4 separate regions of the Mus musculus genome follow, and regions 1, 3 and 4 are each linked to region 2. Evidence: chromatin contacts called from public HiCAR-type and promoter capture Hi-C data. All regions are on one chromosome and are shown on one strand. The core of a region is the stretch at or near the end of the contact, and the rest is flanking DNA. Distances in the headings are between cores, read along the strand shown.

Region 1 (3,204 bases), core at 35-2,534, 2.1 Mb after region 2:
TATGTTTATGAGTATACTGTAGCTATACAGATGATTGTGAGCCTTCATGTGGTTTCTGTTCTGGGAATTGAATTCAGGACCTCTGTTCACTCAGGCACAAAGATTTATTTATTGTTATATGTAAGTACACTCTAGCTGTCTTCAGACACACCAGAGGAGGGCATCAGATCTCACTACAGATGGTTGTGAGCCACCATATGGTTGCTGGGAATTGAACTCAGGACCTTTGGAAGAGCAGTCAGTGCTCTTACCCACTGAGCCATCTCACCTCCTTCCCCCCCCCCCCCACTTTAAAAATGAAAATAAATTTCCCTTGTTTCTAGAAGCTTTGGTTTCTCTAGGATAAAGGGCATTCCTTGTGGTGGGGTGTGGGGCAGCTGTTCTGTGTCCTGCCCTCCTCTTGACAAAACACTGAGCTATTAGCTATTTGCCAGACAAGCTGTTCTCCCTGGTTTGGGTCTTTGTACACAGCGGTTTCTCCTTGAAGGTCTTTCTTGTTTCTCTAACTCTGTAGACCTTGTCTCTTCTGTGACTCTTGCCCAAATTTGGTAGAACTAATGACAGGCCTGTCATCTTAGGTAGCTTGGCAATTTGTTTCAGGAGTCGAAACATCTCGTTAAGAATTTATTAGTTAGCTTCCTTCCCTGAGGGCTGCACACACATCTGACACGTGCATGCACAGTGGCTGCTTCCCAAGCTTGTCAACCTTGCTCTCATCTCCTGCTCTGGTCGCTGACAAAATGTACCACAGAACTCTCTAGTTAATAACTCAATGATGCTCTCGGAGCATCTACTCTGCCAAATGTGCCTCATATGCACCATCTTATTACAGCCTTTGAAGGAGGTATTATCTTCATTGTATAGATGAGCCAACAGAAGTTTGTGGAGTGGCTACAGTTCCCACAACTAGGGAGAGGGCCTAGGCTGGATTTCCTCAGGTCGGACTCCCAGGGTTTGAGATTTGCTGTCCACGACCCACCCATTGCTCAGAGTTGCGTGGCGAGCGCACCGCGTGGCTTTCATTCACCATTGTTCTCCCAGCGCCTGGCACAGGAGGGACAGCAGCCTGAAGCGTGAAGTGCCTTCCACGTCGTCTGCCTAACTCTTGGCCCACGGGGTTCCTTCCACCTTAGCCAGAGCGGCGGAGGGACCCACGCGCACCCGATCTCTGTCGCTCACGTGAGGGCTCCACCCATCCCGTCCACTCCTCCACCAACCCCGCCCGGCTCCGCCCCGCCACTCCCTCCGAACAGGCCCCACCCACTCCCGCCCCGCCCCGCCCCCACTCCGCGCTCCGCCGAGCTCGGGTCCACAGCTCTATGGGGAAAGCGGCCGCTCTGAGCCGAGGCGGCGGCTGCGCTGGCCGCTCCCGCGGGCTCTCGTCGCTGTTCACGGTTGTGCCCTGCTTGTCCTGCCACACGGCGGCGCCGGGCATGAACTCATCCGCGTTCGGCTCAGGACCAGCGTCAAAGCCTCAGCTCCAGCCTGTGCAGGCACCAGAGCGGGAGTTGCTGTCGAAACAGGTGTGCCAGCCAATTTCTGAGCCGGCGTCGAGATCCGAACCTGGGTCCCAGACGACGTCTGTGCCAAGGCCTTCAGGGGTTGGGCAGGAATCGGAACTACAGGGCTTGTGGCCGGGGTCAGAGAACGGCACAAGGTCTGTGTCCATCATCAAAGCTTCGCCAGAGCTGGCAATGCCGTCCCCGCTGCAGTCAACAGTAGGGAGTTTGCCCGTCACCAAACCCGAGTCCAAGCTGGTGCCAAAGACCCAGTCTTTTCTGCGACAAGGACAGGCGAAGATTTCTGTCGGGACTCCGGTGTCAGGGATTGGTGTCCAAATGGTCTCACCACCTCTGGACAGCTACAAGGGTTGGCTCCTCAAGTGGACTAACTACCTGAAGGGCTACCAGCGCCGTTGGTTCGTGCTCGGCAATGGCCTGCTGTCCTACTACAGGTACGGAAGTACCGAGGTAGGACATCTGTGGTTGGAGGGTGGTGGTGGCCGGCCTCGACTGTGGGGTGGGTGTCACCATAACCCTTCTGAGATGTTTGCATGAACTTCTGTAGAAGTAATGCCTGTCAACTGCCAAGGGAAGACGTGACCTGTGGACATGGCCTCTGGCAAGCTTGAGTTTAAAAGGATGAGTGGGGAGATGGGTGGAGTAGGTCTTTTGTTCCCCTCCTGTTTTTGGTGGTCATGGAACCAGGGGCTGCGTCTGGTTCACTGTGTTCATGGAGGGAGGCAGCTAGTGAACCCCTCTCTTGGGAAGGACTGTGGGTCCCACCTCCCGTGGTTACTTCATTTGTTTCCTACCTTTGCTGACACCTGCTGGTGGCCAGGCCTTGGGCTGGGACTCGCTGACCCACAGATAGAGCAGACATAGTGTGTACCCCCTGGGACCCCAAGTTGACATTTTGCAGCAGATAATGCTTTCCTGTTCCCTTGCTTATTCCAGAAGTAGCTTGGGTTTCGGAGCTGCAGTAGAGACAGAGCTGGCACGACCTCCTGCTAAAGCTGGACTTCCTTCCCTTTCTCACTAGCTGTTTCCTGGGATTGCAAGCTTTGAGATCTCAGGCCGCTCTAGATGAGAGCTTCTCAAACTAAGTGGGGTTGCTGCAGCAGTGTCTAGGTCTCCCGCTGAATCCCTCCTGAGATAGGCCTGAGGAAAGCACCCGAGGGATGGCTTTTCTAAAAGTTTCCGTGTGAGGACTGTGAGGCTGGTTCAGAGTCAACTCTTCAAGAAGGCCTTCTTCACTGTTAGACAGATTTTCCCACCATGTTGTTGGCCAAAGCTTGGGTTTCCTCCGCTAATAGTACTTCAGGTTCTGCTGAGCCCTTTGGAGACAAGGCGCCTGGTGCAGAGGCTTGCTAAGTGTGGTATGGCTGAGAATATTCGTGCTCCACTGGTTAAATGTGACCCTTGCACCAAGTTGAGAGTCAGGGGCCTTGTTCCCTTTCAGGTGGAGGAGAAGCCAAAATGAGTCTGAGTTGCCCTACTCACGTAGTGTCTCAGCTGTGACCCAGAACACAGGGTTAGCACACCAAGCAAGCAATAGGAGACCCTACCCAGATGGCGGTTTTAATCTATATTAACATACACTCCAGCTAGGCAACGCTCCTATCCAGCTATGCAATGACAAGGACTTTTTTGTGATTTGCTGAGTTATTTTTCATTTGGAGGCAAGGGGGCATAGCGTCAGCTG
Region 2 (3,368 bases), core at 557-3,056:
TACGCAGGGAGTCTTTCCTCAGGAGCCATCCACCTTTGTTAGGATGAAGTTGGTTATGCGCTCACAGAGTAGGCTTGAGCAGGGGGCCAGTCATCGCGCCATGATCCCCAGCGGGTCAGTCATCAGGCGCCATGATCCCCAGCGGGTCAGTCATCAGGCGCCATGATCCCCAGCAGGTCAGTCATCAGGCGCCATGATCCCCAGCGGGTCAGTCATCAGGCGCCATGATCCCCAGCGGGTCAGTCATCAGGCGCCATGATCCCCAGCGGGTCAGTCATCAGGCCCTGAGCCCCATCACCTTGTCTCTGTTTCCCTAGCTTTGAAAGTACAAGCATGTGTCAGGACACCCAGAGGTTGGTTGGTTGGTTTGTTTGTTTTTCCTTTTGATGTATTTGGGATCAAACCCAGGCCCCTCATGCAGCAAGCAGTCTCCTGAATGAACTATTTCTCCACTCAAGCTACCTTCCAACCCCTTGGCAAACACTATTCACATAACTATAATCCACAGCAACTCATGTCCATCAGCGGATGGATACATAAACAAAACATAGTGTTTACATAAAACTCAATACTGTATATATTTTAAAGGGGAGAAAAATTTGGTATCTGCAGAAACATAGGTCAACCTTGGGGTCATTCTGCTTAGTAAAATCAGTGGGACACAAAAAGCCAACTACTATATATCCCACTTATATGAAGTCATTAGAACCATCAAAAGCTGAGACACAACCTGAACAAGCAGATTTCCCCAGACGTTGAGTCAAGATGACCACAGGTCCTACCCTGTTGGGCCCTTTTCCTTTTGTGTCTGAGTCACTCCCACAAGACTGGGTATCTGTGCAGCTTACAATTAAAGCACCCCACAATCCTTTACATGCCTACAAGCAATACAAATCCAGTGGTTCCTGCCTAGCTACCAGTGTGGACCCTTCCTGATAATCAAGGCCCAAACACTAAAAAGAATGAGTTTGACCCCTGACTCCCAATCCTTGAGGAATCAACGATTTTACTCATAAAAGAAACACCTCCATACAGAACTTCTGGAAAGAGCTTTGACCAGCGACTTTCACAAACTGTGGGCTGCAACCCCTTTGGCAAACCTCAATCTCCAAAAATACATATGCATAACAGTAGCAAAATTACAGTTATGAAGTAGCCACGAAAATAATTTTATGGTTGGGGGTGGGAGGGTTCCCTCAACATGAGAAACGGTACTAAAGGGTCGCAGCGCAAGGAAGGTGAGAACCACTGGCAACGACGAAATACAAAGGTTAAGACACCAAACACTGGTTAAATCACAGGGTGCGAGGCGTAGTCAACATACTTATTTCTGAGTCCGGAGATCCCAGATCAGAACAGTTGGCAGCGCGTCTGTAATCAATGGCCTTCCAATCTTTCTACAACTGGGCAATACCGCGTAGGGCAGAGCCCTTTCCCAGGGTTGCTAACGACTCCTCAGGTACAGCCTGCCGCCCGAGGGAGGCCAAAGCCGTGCTCGCCCTTCGAGAGACTCGACTCCCTGGACTCCGGGTCCAGCCACCCGGGCCCGGCCCACTTACCTGGACCTCTGGAAGAAACTAAAGGAAGACACGTCGTACGCGGCCTTGAGCAGCACCGCTTTCGGATCGCCTTTGTAAAGGACACTAAGGCTGTACAGCTTCATGGCGCCGCACCTTCGGGCCGCCGGCTGAGCCCCAGACCCGCTCCCAGGAGCGCGGCCACAGTCCCTCAGAACAGCGGCGGCCGCCTCCTGACGGGGCCCGGCCGGCTTCTTCCTCCTAGAGTAAGGCCCACTTCCGGTTCCGGTGGCGAGTTGCTCCAGCCGCTCCTCGGAGGCCCGAAGGCAGGGTACGCGCGTGCGCGGACGGGTAGCTAAGCGGCGGGGCGCGCCCGCGTCCGCCCGGGTCGGCGCCAGGAGGCTCGGTCTCCGCCTGCGTGGCAGTGCCTTGGCGCAGGTTCCCTTCCGGGCTGTCGCGCGGACCCTGGCTGCCGGTGGGGAGTGCTGTGCCGTACCATCGCTCTTTTTTCCCCATTCTGCTAGAAAAACAACCCGTAGCTGTCCCCACTCTATACTTTTGTTGCATTCTATGTGTAACAGCACCAGGCTACCCAACCTCTTCCCTGGGTGTCCCAAGTACAGACGACTAAAAGAAAGGCCCTTCATCCTTTCTCTTGCAATAATAAAAATCAGAAACGTCACTGGCTATGGCCACTCAGCTTGGACACACTTGTTCGACAAGCCAGGCGGCCAGAGGTGTCAGCTATATTCACCTGCACTGACACCATGGCTCCACAGGCGGCAGACGGAGAACCATTTCTGAAGAAAGCCTCTTTATCCAAAGTTGTACAAAATTACCAGGATAGTGACCTTGCAGAAAGAGATGTGGATTAAGAAAATTGATAGCAAGAAGCAGACCTTGGGCTTCCAATGTGAACAGCAAAATGCTTATCAAACTCCCTTACAGCCACTCTTGGCACCTCTTCCTGCTTTTCTCTGACTTTACCCAGCCTCCCTTGGTCCCAGGAAGTCTCATCTAGAGATATGCGAACTCCCCAAGCCAAGCTTGTTAATCAATTTCAAATGACATTGTTTTCCCCTGCGTTTCCCCAGCTGTTATCCAGCCTGAATTCGGTCCCAGTACTTCCGCACCGCAAAAGTTACCCCCCCCCCCCAATCTGTTGGACTCAAAAAATACCTTTTTTGTAGACATGTTGGTAAAAGTGATAAACTATCAAATTCCAAGTCCTGCTCATTGCAGATGTTTAACAATGACGACGATGGTTATTTGCACCATTACGTTAAATGACAGAAAGAAAGAAAGAAAGAAAGAAAGAAAGAAAGAAAGAAAGAAAGAAAGAGGAAGCAAGCCTCATGAGAGGCCGAAGGTGCCCTTGAGGCTGTTAGAAGCAGAGCTTTAAAGGGAGGCTAAAATCTGAGCAAGGTCTACAGATTAGATAAGAGCACTATATCTTTATTTCCAGCTTTCAGTCACTGACTGCCCTGACCTTATAAGAGAAGTCTCTGGTGCATGCATGCATGCACACTAACACACAGTAACATAAATAGATGAACACTATGTATACAACTTACTCCGAAGAGGTCATATGCATACATACCTACATGTAAGTATATCTACATCTATATATATCTATGAACACATATATATGTTTCTATACATGCTTGTATATGAACATATTATACATGTATTAAAGTTCTCTAAAGGAACAGAATTGATAGGACATATATATTAAGAGAGGACTTATTAGATTGGCTTCAGGATGCTGTGTGTGTAAGTAGTCCAACAGTGGCTGTCTCACACTGGAGAAGCATAGAGTCTGGTATTTAAGCAAACCACAAGACTGGATGT
Region 3 (3,297 bases), core at 772-3,271, 2.1 Mb after region 2:
GAAGAAATTGGAGAGGCGTGCGACGGGCGCATCGACCACAGGCACCTGCACATACTGGATATCCTCGTAGAAGGTGTTTGCTACCTCTACTGAGACGTTGATGACTGTGGTGATCTGATTGCTGGACAGTAGGAGCTTGTTGTTGGCAGCCACACCATTGCTGATAAACAGGCTCTTGGTGATCTGCGAGAGGCCTCTGATCGAAGGCTGGGGGATCTGAACTGGGAAGGCACTCCACGGTGAAGTCATCAAAGTGGAAGTCGACAGTCCGTGCCGTATTAAGCTTGCATCTTTCTGCTAGGCTGTGCCCACTGAAACCTGCAGGACGGAGGAGGAAGTTTGGAGGGCAAGAACCCATCAATCGAGAAGCACAGCAGAGAACTCAGTGATTACACCAACATTCACATCACTGAGCCAGAACTGTTGCCCAAGTGCTGGGGGTCTTTTCACACAGAGGAAGGGGGCCAGCCATGGCCAGAGAGACCGTGAACAATGGAAGGGACGGGCCTTAGGTCTACTGGGGTGGTTTCAGGAGAAAGAGGGTGGTTAGGAGCTGAGGGAGTAGAAGCCACTGAAAGAACATTAGGGTGGATATGTTCCGATTACGTTAAGTAGAACTGGACCCAAAGGTTAAAGGTGACAAGAGGGAAAGTGATATGCCAAGTCTTTCCATCTTCTCATAACCAGCCAGCAAGTCTAGCTGTTTTCAGCACACATGACTGGTGTCATCTACATACAGCACAGCTAGTGGAAACTCATGTTCTCTGCTCAGCTGTGTGACTTCCAACATTAATGACCTCAAAGTCAACTGAGAGCAAGTAGAAAAGAGCCTTGGTGATGGTCACCTGGAACTGCAGCATTCAGGAGGTAGAAGAGAAAGGTGGGGCCCTTGCTTTATGGGTCCTGCCCCCCAACAAAGAGCTGAGGAAACAAACTACAGGGTTTTTTGTTTGTTTGTTTTGATTTAATTTTTTCCTTGTCACAGAAACAAAGCTGTTTTCTTAAAATTAACCTTTGAGAAATCAGGATTTCCCAGGCAGGCCAGTTTCAGCTAGCATAAGGTCATGGCCTAACTTATCCTCTCAGAATGAAAAGTCATTCAGGTAACCTCAGGCCAATCAGTTATTTTTCCACTGTTCTGTCTCCCTGTTCCTGCCTTCCAAGGAATGTGACTTCCAAGTGACATTTGGTTTTGTTTCTGCTCTCTTCAGTCCCTTCAGAGGTAAAGTTAAAATGCAAAGCTTGTGGGAATGACAAATAAAGGCATTTGTTATAGAGTTGCAAAGATAGTAAGAAGCGATCACAGACAGTAGGACATGGTAGAGCAGACCTGGAAGCTGAAGCAAGATGTGGTGTTCCTGACCAGACTACTGGAACTCTTTCAAGAGTTTCAAGAGGGGGAGGGGGAGGGGGGGGGAGAGGGGAGGAGAGGAAACAGAAACGTCATCTCCATTTTTTACATTTTACAACCAACCAGGCTTTTGGCATCTAGTTAATTTGTAGCCGTGAAACCTGAGACTCGAGGAAAACCAGTTTTGTTCATCATTAGACAGCAAGTTCTGAAGGCTGATATTTCTGGTGGATTACACTTTCTGGAGAAAGTTGGCAAATATAGGTGGGGCGCTGGTTAAATTCTGGGTTATAAACGTGGAACAGAGTCCACAAGTAGATGAGTGGAAGGTGCCACAACAAGCCTAGGAAGCTTGGCCTCTCTACGTGGTGACAAGACTCAAACAATCTTACCTCCTTCCCTCAGTGCCCCCGAAATCTTTCAGGGCAGAGCCGCGGACGACCCTCTCCAAGAAAGAGAGGGCCCTTCATGATTCCGGACCTTGGTAGCAACGGCTTCTCCTCGCGGAACAATGGGCAGTTCGGGGCTTAGGGGGACCCCGCGACTGATTCTGTACCTCGAAGGACTACGCAGTTCCCAGGCGTTTGGGAAAAGCTGGGTGGGCTGCCTGTCTTCACAGAAATGCGCCAAGTAGCCAGAAGGACCATTGCTACACCCACCGCCTGCACGCCCCGCCCACTCACCCTTCGTCTCCTAGGCAACACGCCCAACAGAGCCTCACAAAGAACGCCTAAAGACTGTCACGCGGTCTGCTTGCCGGTTGTCTCCCAGGCAACGCACTCCAGTGTAGATAGTTGCTCTGCGACCGCGTGTCTTTCCACCATGGTTTTAGGTCTTGCTAGCTTTCCTGAGTCGCTCTCTAGCCAGTCAGAGACCGCTACACAGCCCAGAAGGCCTTCAGTCAAATGGGACTTGGGCTCGGATTACAGGAAAGGTACCGAAGAGACTACCGCTTCTGGTTCGAACTTCCGGCGCGAGAGACTGGACAGCCAGCCGGATCTTGGCCTCCACGTCCAACCACAGATCTACTTCCTGCGGCCGCGGTCCCCACTCCCCAAGTTGTTATTCAGGTGTGGCTCGGGTATACAAAGCAGTTGTCAGACCCGGGACCCCGTAAGGGAATCCGACTCACTTTGTTCCAGCCGTGTCCCCCCCCCAACCTCCGCCCTTAGATGTTCCTCTGATCGCAGCAATGTCTCCGATCGCAGGATTTTTCAGACTCAGGCCAACCCGTAGGACCTTCAGAAGCCCGTTTTCTGGGCCGAAGGCACTGTCCCGTTTCTAGCCTTCCGAATGAATCCTGACCCTGGCGTAGTGTAGGCTTGACGTCTGCAATTGGTCTCAGGCTCCAATCGACTTGGCAACTCCAGGCCTTCCCATTCTCCAGCGTCCTTGAAAAGCCTTCAGTTCCCCAATGTTTGACTCCAATCCTGTCCCCCTTCTTCAACCGGCATCAGCCAAGGATGTAACAAGTCCTACAGAGGATTTATTATGGAAACACAATTTGTTTCAAAAATGACCAGTATTTATTACTTGATAAATTTGGTGCATCACTAAGTAAAGAGGGTCTTTAAATATTTAGTCTCTTTTTGGTTGAAAATAGGACTTAGACTTGTGTGTAAATTCCTGACCGTTGACTCTGTCTTCCCATCCGCACCTGGGTATGTTGAGTCATCCTGCATAAAAACCAGAAAAGTGGAACTGGGTAGCTTTCAATGTTCGTTCCTTTGTATTAGCAAGCACAGCCTGACCACAGTTGTTCCTAACTCATAGGAAAATGAACTGGAGAACGTTATTAGAATCCCCCTAAAGGTGCTTTGTTTTCTTCTTAACTGAACGTGGTTGCACACGATTGTAATCAAGCACTCAGGTGCTGGAGGCAGGAGGATTGGAAATTCAAGGTCACTCTCAGTTCAAGAGGGAGTTCTAGGCCAGCCTGGATACAC
Region 4 (3,416 bases), core at 153-2,652, 2.0 Mb after region 2:
CATGTAGACAGCACCACCTGCCAAAACAAAACAAAGACCTAGCCCATCAAAGTCCACAGTTCTGGGAAAGTCTGAATGTACTAACCTTGCTTTTTGGCTTCTCTAATTCCATTTCTGGCTAACTGTTTTTGTTAATTGAAATGTGTCAACCCAGGACATGGTTTTTGTGCTTCAAGGCTCACCCTGAGAAAGTCTAGGGACTACGCAGGGATCCCAGACACCCAGTGTAGTCAGTGCCGGCGAATAAGGACTTCTATTGGCTCAAACTCACATTCGAGCAGTCTTCTCTGGTGAGCACCCACAACACTGGAGCCTCTTCTCCCTGCAAAATGCACGTGCATGCGGACTTCCCGCCTTACTCCGAGCTAATTACTGCTTCTCCCTTCCCTGCCTCTCTCCTTCCTTCACTTCTTTCTTCCTTCTCCCCATCTTATGTCTCCCTGAGTTTTGAGATGAGGTCTCAGTAGCCCAGCCTGGCTTGGAACTTGGAATGATTCTCCTGCCTCAGTCTCCCACATTCTAGATATAGGTGTGCACCAAGAGCCATACTTGGCTCCCCACCGCCTCTTCTTCCAGCTTCTCTTCCTCCTTTTAAAGAGATAGGGTCTCATGGTTACTCAAGCTGGCTGCCAGTCAGTCCTACTTCAGTCTCCTGAGTGGCTGGGGCTAGAGGTGTGCACCCCACATGTGACCCCCGCATTATGATAGAGTCCTTTGTCTTTTTCAGTTTCTCTGACAACATGACCTAGGCCAGCAACAACACATGCATTACGTTAATTACTGCTAATTAATAACTGCTATCCAGGTCCATATATATCTGTGTTGGGTCTTAGCTTGTGATAATTACCCTGGCACAAAAATAGATTCTCTTGAAAGTGTGACCTTTGACAGTTTGCTATAAAAATAGTTGTAACAAACATCTCATTTGAAGATGACTAGAGGCATGTTACGGTCTCAACATCTTCACAAGTGGAACTGGGAAATTGCTGCTAGGATAATATTGTTTAACCCTCTCTCTCTCTCTCTCTCTCTCTCTCTCTCTCTCTCTCGAGAGAGAGAGAGAGAGAGAGAGAGAGAATAACTTGAAACTCAGAGAGGTCACCCATCGCTGCTAGATTCATCCTTCGAGTCTCCAGTGGGGCTGGGCAGATAAGCAATGTTTTTTTTCTGCCAAGATGTCTTTAAGCGACGTTCCTAGTTCAGGGCAAGTAGCCCTGCAGCCCTGCTCCCAAAGGTTTTGCAACTTGCTAGATTCACTTGTTCTTCAACTTTCGCTGTCGCCTCAAGGAAACCCAGGCTGTGTCTGGTTGATTGAGACTTGTTTGTCTGGGCCGGGTCCAGCAGCTGCCCCGCCTCCTTGGCAGAACAGCTGACGCCAGAGAGCTCCGTCACGTGATCACCACAGTTTCCCAGCTCTGACCCCGAGAGTCAAAGTAAGTACTTTCCAGGGACTCCTGTGAAGTGCACCCGGTAGGTACTCTAGTCCTGAATGTCTGCAGCCAGAGCAGCAACGGTGCGGGTGTGCAGGCAGGGGTGGGGTGTGTGTGTGTGGGCAGGGGGCTGGGATGTGCGGGGGGCGGGGGGGGGGGAGGGCGCGGGGCGGGTGTGCAAGCCGGGGCAGGGCGGACCCCGGCGAGCACTGTCAGATAGACTTGGGACAGATTAGGCACCAGGCTTTCTGTGCTGCTTCCGGGGTCTTTAAAGCGTTCGGGACAGATAAGGTTAGCTTTGAGTTGCCCCACGGAGTCCCTTTTTGTTCTCATCTGGAGGACAAGCAGCTCTGCCCTTCCTTCCTTCCTCTGTTCTTTGGCCTCCTGCCCCATAACAGACCTTTCCCCCTTTCTCTCTGCTGATTTAGCAGCGTGCTTCCGGCTGTTGGAAGGACAATTAATCAGTGAAGCTGCCTCTTCCTAAGCAAGACAACAGTTGCAGTCAGACAAGCCCTCAAGGTGAGACCCAGGAGTCTCCCACCTCCCACCTGTGCCTGCCATGGAGCTCCTGAAGGCGCTGCTGCTCCTTTCTGGAGTCTTTGGGGCTCTTGCTGAATTCTGTGGTAAGTAACCAACCCGTGTCTGGACCCTGGGGTGGGGGGAGAAGGGCAGGGGAGCGGGGATATATGTGTGTGTGTGGGGGGGGGCTGTCCTTGTCCATTGGGGAAATTGGAAACTGGAAGTGGGGGATGGAGAAACTTACCTGCCCCTCAGGTCTCCCACAGCAGTTTTTAACAGGACCTTAGTGCTTGGGCATGCTGAATGGACACGTGCCCCCTGTCCCCGACAGGGTCTCCCCAGTTCATCCAGCAGTTTGTTCATTTACTCGGTGCACATGGGGCCTCTCTGAGATAGGTTAATAGGCCCGGTGTTTAGTTTGGAGAAAGGGTCAGGAGTACACAAGACTTGTCCCAGCTCTCCTAGGGTTTATGCTCTATGAAAGGGGCAAAAGGGGTGCCAAATTGGGTTACCGTGAGTGATGCAAAACAAGTCACCCTGAGGCAACAATAGAAAGCCACGGGGGTCCGTCGAATCAAAGAGAAGGATGGGAAAGGATGTCCAAAGACTAGAAGGACTAGAAGGCTTTGGGAAGAAGTCCCAGAGGGAATGGATGGGGGGGGGGGGCGGCGGCAAACATTCCAGGTACTTGAAGGTTCTCCCTGACTGCTCCAGATAGTCATCCCAGGGCTATAGTCCTCCAGAGACCTCTTATAGATTCTAGGGACCTCTCAAAACGTGATTGTGACCTTTAGGTTATAGGTTCAGGCACAGTCATACCCGGGGATCAGGCAGAAAGCAGGGGTGTCTCATCTCTCCCCTTCCTCCCGGGTACCCTGATTATCTGGTCTCAGGTGAACTCGGGCAAACCTTAAGCACGGATCAGAGAGATGATGCCCCAGCTCAAGATAACAGAACTGTACTGGATCCAGTTCTTGGGACCTGAGGCTAGCACCTTCCATAGGTGCCTAGACTCTCTGGCCATGTCCTGTTAAAGCTCCTTATCCTTGGGTCCCTGGTTGCTGTCTGGACAGTCCTCAGGGATTCCCACCTCAGCCTTGAGCTGTTAGCCCCAATGCCTGACCACAGGAGAGTTCCTCCCTTCACCATCATGAGAACTTTGGGGGCTTGGGTCCCAAAGTTCCCATTGGGTCCCTTCCCCAATGCTGTGACTTTTGTGAAGTGAGCCGAGACTGTTCCTCCTTCCTTCCTCCTTGGCGTGGTGTGAGGACACCACACTTGCGTCATCAGCCAAGGCTCTGTGTGCAATGAAATGAATAGGTCTGATCTCTAAAGTACACAGAGAGGACTCCAGGCTTCTGAATGCCTGTCAGTCAGTCAGTGAGAGGGCTAGACAACCCTGTGCACAGGATGCCTTAGTGCACGAGTGTGTGTGTGTGTGTGTGTGTGTGTGTGTGTGTGTGAGAT

What was found. Promoter capture Hi-C pulls out the DNA fragments that hold promoters and counts their contacts. HiCAR-type assays count read pairs that join an accessible place to other places.
Region 1: a promoter capture Hi-C map of liver shows a contact between it and region 2, with 5 times the contacts expected there. The contact joins the promoter of Osbp2 here to the promoter of Ykt6 in region 2. A contact is called at or near these places in 3 of 39 promoter capture datasets (hematopoietic stem and progenitor cells and liver) and 1 of 9 other capture datasets (adipose tissue).
Region 3: a promoter capture Hi-C map of liver shows a contact between it and region 2, with 5 times the contacts expected there. The contact joins the promoter of Dusp18 here to the promoter of Ykt6 in region 2. A contact is called at or near these places in 3 of 39 promoter capture datasets (embryonic stem cells and liver).
Region 4: a contact with region 2 is called in a HiCAR-type map of kidney, with 9 times the contacts expected there. The contact joins the promoter of Tcn2 here to the promoter of Ykt6 in region 2. A contact is called at or near these places in 3 of 39 promoter capture datasets (liver and neutrophils), 1 of 115 datasets of contacts at active chromatin or transcription factors (kidney) and 2 of 9 other capture datasets (adipose tissue and liver).

Annotation. Positions count from the first base shown.
Region 1 is chr11:3,861,983-3,865,186 of GRCm38.p6, reverse strand. It overlaps Osbp2 (oxysterol binding protein 2), which reads left to right and starts at 1,284. Exons shown (of 14, transcript NM_152818.3): 1 at 1,284-1,954. The coding sequence starts at 1,320.
Region 2 is chr11:5,954,196-5,957,563 of GRCm38.p6, reverse strand. Ykt6 (YKT6 v-SNARE homolog (S. cerevisiae)) reads right to left here and starts at 1,806. Exons shown (of 7, transcript NM_019661.4): 1 at 1,560-1,806. The coding sequence starts at 1,663.
Region 3 is chr11:3,893,964-3,897,260 of GRCm38.p6, reverse strand. Dusp18 (dual specificity phosphatase 18) reads right to left here and starts at 2,021. Exons shown (of 2, transcript NM_173745.5): 1 at 1,744-2,021; 2 at 1-318. The coding sequence starts at 249. It overlaps 4921536K21Rik (RIKEN cDNA 4921536K21 gene), which reads left to right and starts at 2,135. Exons shown (of 3, transcript NM_026150.3): 1 at 2,135-2,421. The coding sequence starts at 2,174.
Region 4 is chr11:3,930,030-3,933,445 of GRCm38.p6, reverse strand. It overlaps Tcn2 (transcobalamin 2), which reads left to right and starts at 1,402. Exons shown (of 10, transcript NM_015749.3): 1 at 1,402-1,470; 2 at 1,859-2,053. The coding sequence starts at 1,990.